Regions from separate parts of the Hordeum vulgare genome. Here region 1 is linked to region 2. Evidence: chromatin contacts called from public Hi-C data. All regions are on one chromosome and are shown on one strand. The core of a region is the stretch at or near the end of the contact, and the rest is flanking DNA. Distances in the headings are between cores, read along the strand shown.

What was found. Hi-C and Micro-C count contacts between places; a contact is called where the count stands out from the background.
Region 1: a contact with region 2 is called in a Hi-C map of seedling, with 3 times the contacts expected there. The contact joins two enhancer-like sites. A contact is called at or near these places in 3 of 6 Hi-C or Micro-C datasets (leaf and seedling).

Annotation. Positions count from the first base shown.
Region 1 is chr7H:579,997,267-580,000,329 of MorexV3_pseudomolecules_assembly, reverse strand. No RefSeq gene overlaps it. Among protein-coding and RNA genes, the nearest start is that of LOC123412436, 79 kb to the right of the region's middle. Within about 2 kb of position 1,384, at least 2 of the 3 cell types and tissues checked have open chromatin away from gene starts, as enhancers often do. A contact at or near this core is called in seedling, where this site is marked.
Region 2 is chr7H:579,894,522-579,898,035 of MorexV3_pseudomolecules_assembly, reverse strand. No RefSeq gene overlaps it. Among protein-coding and RNA genes, the nearest start is that of LOC123412436, 23 kb to the left of the region's middle. Within about 2 kb of position 1,870, at least 3 of the 3 cell types and tissues checked have open chromatin away from gene starts, as enhancers often do. A contact at or near this core is called in seedling, where this site is marked.

The sequences.
Region 1 (3,063 bases), core at 135-2,634, 100 kb before region 2:
ATTCTGACCATTGACTAGGTTCAATTGCACGGCTTGGAGGCGGTTGAAAAAAAATGCAATCATCATCCGGCTAATCCCTAGTACGGGCTTGTAAAAATAGGAAACGTTTTGAGATAGTCGGATGCTTTGTTGCTTTCGTAAGCCGTGTCCGTTGCCCTGTGATCCTATATGATCGTGTGGCGTGAAACACGTTTGTGTCCCCTTCTCGCGAAGGCAGCCTACCTTTCTAAGTTTGTGACCTGTAGTAGCGTCCAATGACTTTTTTTTTACTATCTTTTTTACAGCAATATACTCCACATGCAGTGTTATTGCCACGTAGCACACCATCTTCTCAACGTTGATCATGGGTGTTTGATTTGATTTTGTACTCGCAGCTCATAGTCGTAGCTATCAAAGTACACCACGGGTGTCCGAAGCATGTTATCGAGCAAACGCCGTGTTCGAAGCATGTTGTTGTGCAAAGCCACAATCGTCGCAACACGCCTCATAGCATCACCGGGGCCGTCGAAGCATGTCGTCGCAACATCCTCAAAGCCGCCATTATGTTGTCGCATGCCGTGGCCAACGAAGCACACCGCAGGCATTTGAAGCATGTCGTCGCTCCATCTTTGGGTCGTCGCAACATTCTCGAAGCAGCAAGGATGCCATAGCATGCCGCGGCCATCAAAGCACACCACAGACGTTCAAAGCGTGTCATTGCGCCATCATCGAGGCCATGAGCTCGCCGCAGCTGTTGAAGCAGCTGGGTGTCGCAAAGACCACCGTTCAGTGTCGCAGCATTGCCCCACGGTCTCGCAGTGACTCCGTAGCAGCCAGACCACCCTCACAACATTGTCGTTTTGACTTACAGTGCGACAACCCTCATAGCAACAGCCACTCCCTCACTGATCTTTGAAGCAGCTCGTATCGCTACAGCAGTGGTTGTCATTTTACTTCAAAGTTGCACGCTTCTGCATGCCAATACAGGCCGAGGGCGGGCGTGGCTGGAAGTCGCCATGCCTCGAGTGTTGATGGAAGGACAGTTCTGCCAACTGACGATGTGAAAGTTGTTGTGCTGCAGCATGCAAGGCCACGGGGGTGCTCCGTTGGCGACTAGTTGCATGGAATGCAACTCGTGGCGAGCAGGGCTGGCTTACGTGAGCACGTCATGAAAATGCAAAGAAGTGTATGGCTCTGAGACATGAAAGGAAAATAACGATTGATGTTTCCATCTGACGGTAATGCTCGTCTTAATCAAACGGCTAGCAAGGCGGTTGATCCTCATATGTAATCAGCCGAATGATTTGTAGCACGACCTTTTTGCTCTCAAGAAATCCGAGGGAGCTCGCAAATCTGCAGTCGCTATCTCCTCACCCGAGCGCGAGACTATGCGGGGACGGCCCATACCTCGCTTAGCGCAAGGCTTTACAAGCGTTCGCGTGAAGCCTGCAAGAATAAGCCTACCCAACGCATCAGAGGACAAATGCTCATTTTTCTCTGTATTTTTTCACGGTTTCTTCTTTCATTTCGTTTCGTTTTATCTTACTTCCAAATATATATAAATATCATGTACCTGTGCATGGGAGTACTTTGTTATATACTTCCAAGTATCAACATTACGAAAAATCTTTACATAAAGCACTTGAAAATGTTAATCTTGCATTTGAAAGATGTTAGATATGTGTAAAAAATGTTTCACATGTATACAGAAGATGTATACGAGAAATGTGCGATGCATAGGGAAAAATAGACGTAAAAATATAGTTTAAAAAAATGTAAATCATGTATTTGGAAAATATTAAATGTGTATAGAAAATATGTTTTATATGTGTACGAAAAACGAACAATATGTATGAAGAACATAGACATACAAAAAAAGTTCTCAAAAGTATTAATCATGCATTTGGAACATGTAAAATGTGTATAAAAATATATTTCTGAAGGAACACAAAATGTTCATTGTACATGAAAAAAGTTGACATAAAAATATGCATTTGCAAAAATGTTAATCATGTACCTTGTAATTTTAAACATGCATATATAAAATAATTTTATGTATATACAAAATATAACTTTTAAAGGAAAATTTTAATTATATATGTTTAGAAGATGTTAATCATGCATTTCCTAATTTTTAAATGCGTATATCAAAAAAATTCCTGATGTATATTTTTTTTACAACATGTACAAAAAAATAGGCATAGAAAAATATAAGTTTTAATAATAAAACAAATTAATCATGTATTTTGAAAAAGTTACACATCTACATAAAAATAGTCCTTATGCATACTACAAATAAAAAGGGAAAACTAGGAAAACCAAAAAAAGATAATCAAGTAAAAAATGAAAAATGAAAAAAACAAACAAAGAAAGAAAAAACAATGCAATTCAAGAAACAAACAAACAAACAAAATTTAAAATATCTTGAAAGAAACGAAAAATGTGTGACGATCAAAGAACAAATCAAAGAAAAACAAAACAAATGGGAAGATGAAACTATGGAACACCAGATAAAACCAAAGCAAAACGGGAACAGCGAGTGAGCGAATCAACCCTGAAGCGAGCAGACGAGGAGAAATTGTCTGGCCAAGCTTTTTTATTCATGCGAGTGTATCCAACGCGAGAGCAATGAACCAAGTGTTGCTCATTGCGGGTCGCCCGCAAAAGTCATTTTTGTGGTCTGGGTACAACCCTTCGTATTTACTTTTTCTATTTTATGGGTGTTTTTAGTATTTATATGATTTTTTGAATTTTCTATTTTTGCTCTGCTTTGCAAAATAAAAATATATGCTTTCACGAGAAGCATAGTTGTACTTCTAAAAACAAATATGCTTATATAAAAGTAAATAAAATTTGTGTTTCTATGAGAAGCATAAATTTCCTTCCACGCTTCTCGGAGAGAAATCGTTTAAGCTTTTTCATGAGAAATCTCATGGAAGCACAAATTTGCTCCCACAAGAAGCATATTATGCTTCTAAAAAAAGAAAAAAAAAACTGCAACCATTCTTCCGAGCTCTTGATTTTTTCTTTTGTTTTTTGTATTCATTTTTTTGCCGGTATTTTTGGTTTTTGTTTTTACAGATT
Region 2 (3,514 bases), core at 621-3,120:
TTCTCTGCTGGCCCCTCCGACTCCTTGACTTGGCGTACAGCTTGTGCAGGTCCCTCATCTACGCATGCTCGATGCTGACAACACCGATGTGTGCCTTCGTCCCCGGTGTGTTCCCACGCCTGGCCAACCTGGAGCGACGCAATCGTCAACATCGTCTTTGTCCGTCTATGCATGCCCTATGCTCGCAACACCGATGCGTGCCTTTGTTCACTAAGTGTCCCCGAGCTTAACAAACCGGGCGCGACGCGTCGTCAACTACGTCTCCTTCCTGACGCATCACTTCTACGACACTACTCCGCCCATCCCTAACTCGGCGCCTCCTTGCGCCCGCGGCTTCGCGACGACTTCCACGGCACCGGCTATCCCGACTCGATATCGACCACGACGTTGTTCGCACGGCCACCTCGACGCACGGCTCCCTCGACCATGGCTATACCATCCTATGCTCTCGGCTATCTCGACAACAGCACAAAGGGCTACCGCCTTGCTTGAGAAACGTGGTCGGTTTCCGCTCCAACCATAGCTTCCGTGATTTATGGACCGTTACGATTGTGGGGGATGTCCGTTGGCTTACCTTCGAATTCTTCTCGAGTCTCACCATCCGCATCGCTACCGTTATGACTGTGGGGAGGTGTTGAGTATATTGATTATTAGAAAATATGAAATAGACTAGGATTTGTTCTACATTGTCGTGTATTTCAAGTTAATCATTGTACTTCCATATATATGCACACGAGGCTTAAACAATATAACAATTATTACATCAATATCTCTCTCCTTTTTAACAGGAAGGAGCATGAGCAGGAACTTGTCTCAAAGATCAAAATCCTGCAAGAGAGGTGTTGTTGTGACAAGCGATTGCAACAATGGGCTACTTGTAAAAAATTATGATGGCGGCCATGAGGCACGTGCGTGCAGAGAAGAGGGCGGCACCAGCCAGCGATCCACGGGGTGATTTTCGACGTTTTACTTAGTTTATATTATTGTCTCTCTTTGGGATGTCGTTTTTTCACGTCTCCTGCGGTGATGAAGCATGAACCGAAACCATCAAATACACAAGAGTTGAAAAGGGGACTTGAAAAGCTCAGAAAACGAAAATAAAGAAACTTTCTCGCCCGACCGGAAAGAGCACACCGAAAGACGGGCAGTGCGTCGCTGGTTCGCATTGATCCCAGGATGGATGGCAGGTAGAGGGTAGGGAGAATCTTGTTCGGAGCTGGCACTTGGAACGGTCGCAATGAATTGGTGGAGCTGGAGCATGGTCGTCGCCGACCAAACCGGCTGATGCCATTGCCATATCTGGGCTCTCGCTCCCACTACGAATTTACCCATCGACGTACGACGCAGTGGCAGGGCTCCATCACTGCAGGCAGTGTCGTTGTCCCGTTCAATGCTCTCGACCGGGAGCCACCTGTTGATGCGAGCGGCTGCTGGCATATACAGTAGCATAACTGCGTATGAACGGATCAAACAAAAGACAGGGGAAAGAAAGAACGGTGTTCTCTGCCACTGCCAAAGAGGGCCTCAACTTTTGGGTGCGATCTAGCCACCACTGTCCTCTCCGTCCGCTCTAGAAATTTTTGACTCGTCGACTGTTGCAATCTGGGAAGCCTGAACTTACCCGTGTCCACTAGCCAATCAGCCGGATGCGTCAACGCACCGGGATAACAAAACTACAGTACATGAATCATGGTGTAAGCATTGGATGCTAAAATATGGTCAACTTGCGTGAGCGGTGAGCACGAACTCACACTCACTGTCCGAGGCGTCCAAGTCACGAGGAACTCGCGCTCCTTCACTTCACTGTCTGGTCTGCATGTAGGAACAGCGAAGGCTTTGGCATTTCCATTTGTACTCATGGCGCCAACGTTGACGCTAGCCTAACTCGGCATTTTTCTAGTTTTGACTGATCGGACTCCCTGACTGGAATCGAGGAATCCTACGCATTTGGCAACGTGGTGGCGTCTTACTCGTTTGACCAGTGTGGCTCGATCGATTGTTTGTTTAGAAGGGGTTTTATCGTTTATGCCACCAGTTGTGTCCCACTTTAACGGTTTTGGAAATTCCACAAACTTTGGTAATTCACACTTTAGTGATTTTGGAAAGATTTTTTTTATTTCTTGTGGGTTTTTTCTTCAATGTATTACATTTTTTCCTTTTACGGGGTAAAGGGAGTTTCATTTCATGAAACAGAGTTACAGTCGAGAGGCCACAAGTCCTCAATATATGGAGGAACTGAACCCAGCCACACAGACGTGGCACGTTCAGAGCGGCTATATTTAGCCAATCGATCGAAAACTCTATTTTAAGTACGATGAATTTCAGGGGATAAAACTCCCTATCACGAAGAAGAGCCTTGATCTCTAGCACTAGATGACCATAGGACGAGCGGAGAAGTGCATCATTGGTAAGACTGGAGAGGCTTCATAAGAATCCGATTGCAGCACCACTGGAGAGGCGAAGTGTTGAATGGCAAGGGCCATGCCCATCATGATCGCATGCAATTCGGCTTCGAGTGGATCGTTGCAATGAAAGAGATAGCGATAGGCTGCCAACGGCATTTTCTCTTTCTCGTTTCTGATAATCATGCTCGCCGACGTCGTTCCATCATCTTTCAGGAAGGAGTCATTGACAGACAACGCCATCAAACCAGCTGTCGGGGTCGACCATGGAGCAGCAGCAGGAGGCGTAGACCATACAGTTTCCACAGTGGCTCATTTTTCCTTTCAGGATTTCCTCCGTAGAGAATCGCCCAGCGAGAACAATGGACTTGTAGTAGCTATCTAGGTATTACATTTTTCTGGTTGACCTTTTTAGTTTCATTATTATTATTATTATTATTATTATTATTATTATTATTATTATTATTATTATTATTCAATCCGTCCCATGTATTTCAAATATCCAAAAGTTTTTTAAAATCTGGAGGCCTTTTCTATTTCTTGAAATAATATTGAAATGGTCATATCCACAAACAAATGGTGAAAGCGCAAACATTTTTTGAATTCTTGAATATTTTCAGAAATCATGAACATGTTTGGAAATCAGAAACATTTTTGTATTGCGAATACATTTTTGAATGCATGAAAATCTTTTGAAGATGCTATTACAAGTAATTCACATTCACGGGACCTCTTATATGGCCAATGTGCGACAGGGGTCGTGCAAGGCCGACCCATTTGTGGGGCTGGACGCCCCCTTTTTTTTTCAATTACACCTTTTCTTTTTATTTTCGGTTATTGTTTTATTCTATGTTAAAATTATTCGGGAGTTTCCAGAAAGTGTGAATTGTGAATTGTCAAAAATAGTCACTGAGTTCAAAAAATGTTCATGATTTCAAAAGAATGACCATTTTTTGTATTTAGTGAAAACTTTTTTATTTTGATGAACAATTTTAGAGCCCTTTTTAATAGTGATGGACATTTTGAATATCATGAACAAATTTTGAATACGATGAACACTTTTTTAACTTGATGGGTAATTTTTTATTCAAATACATTGTTTTGACAAATGA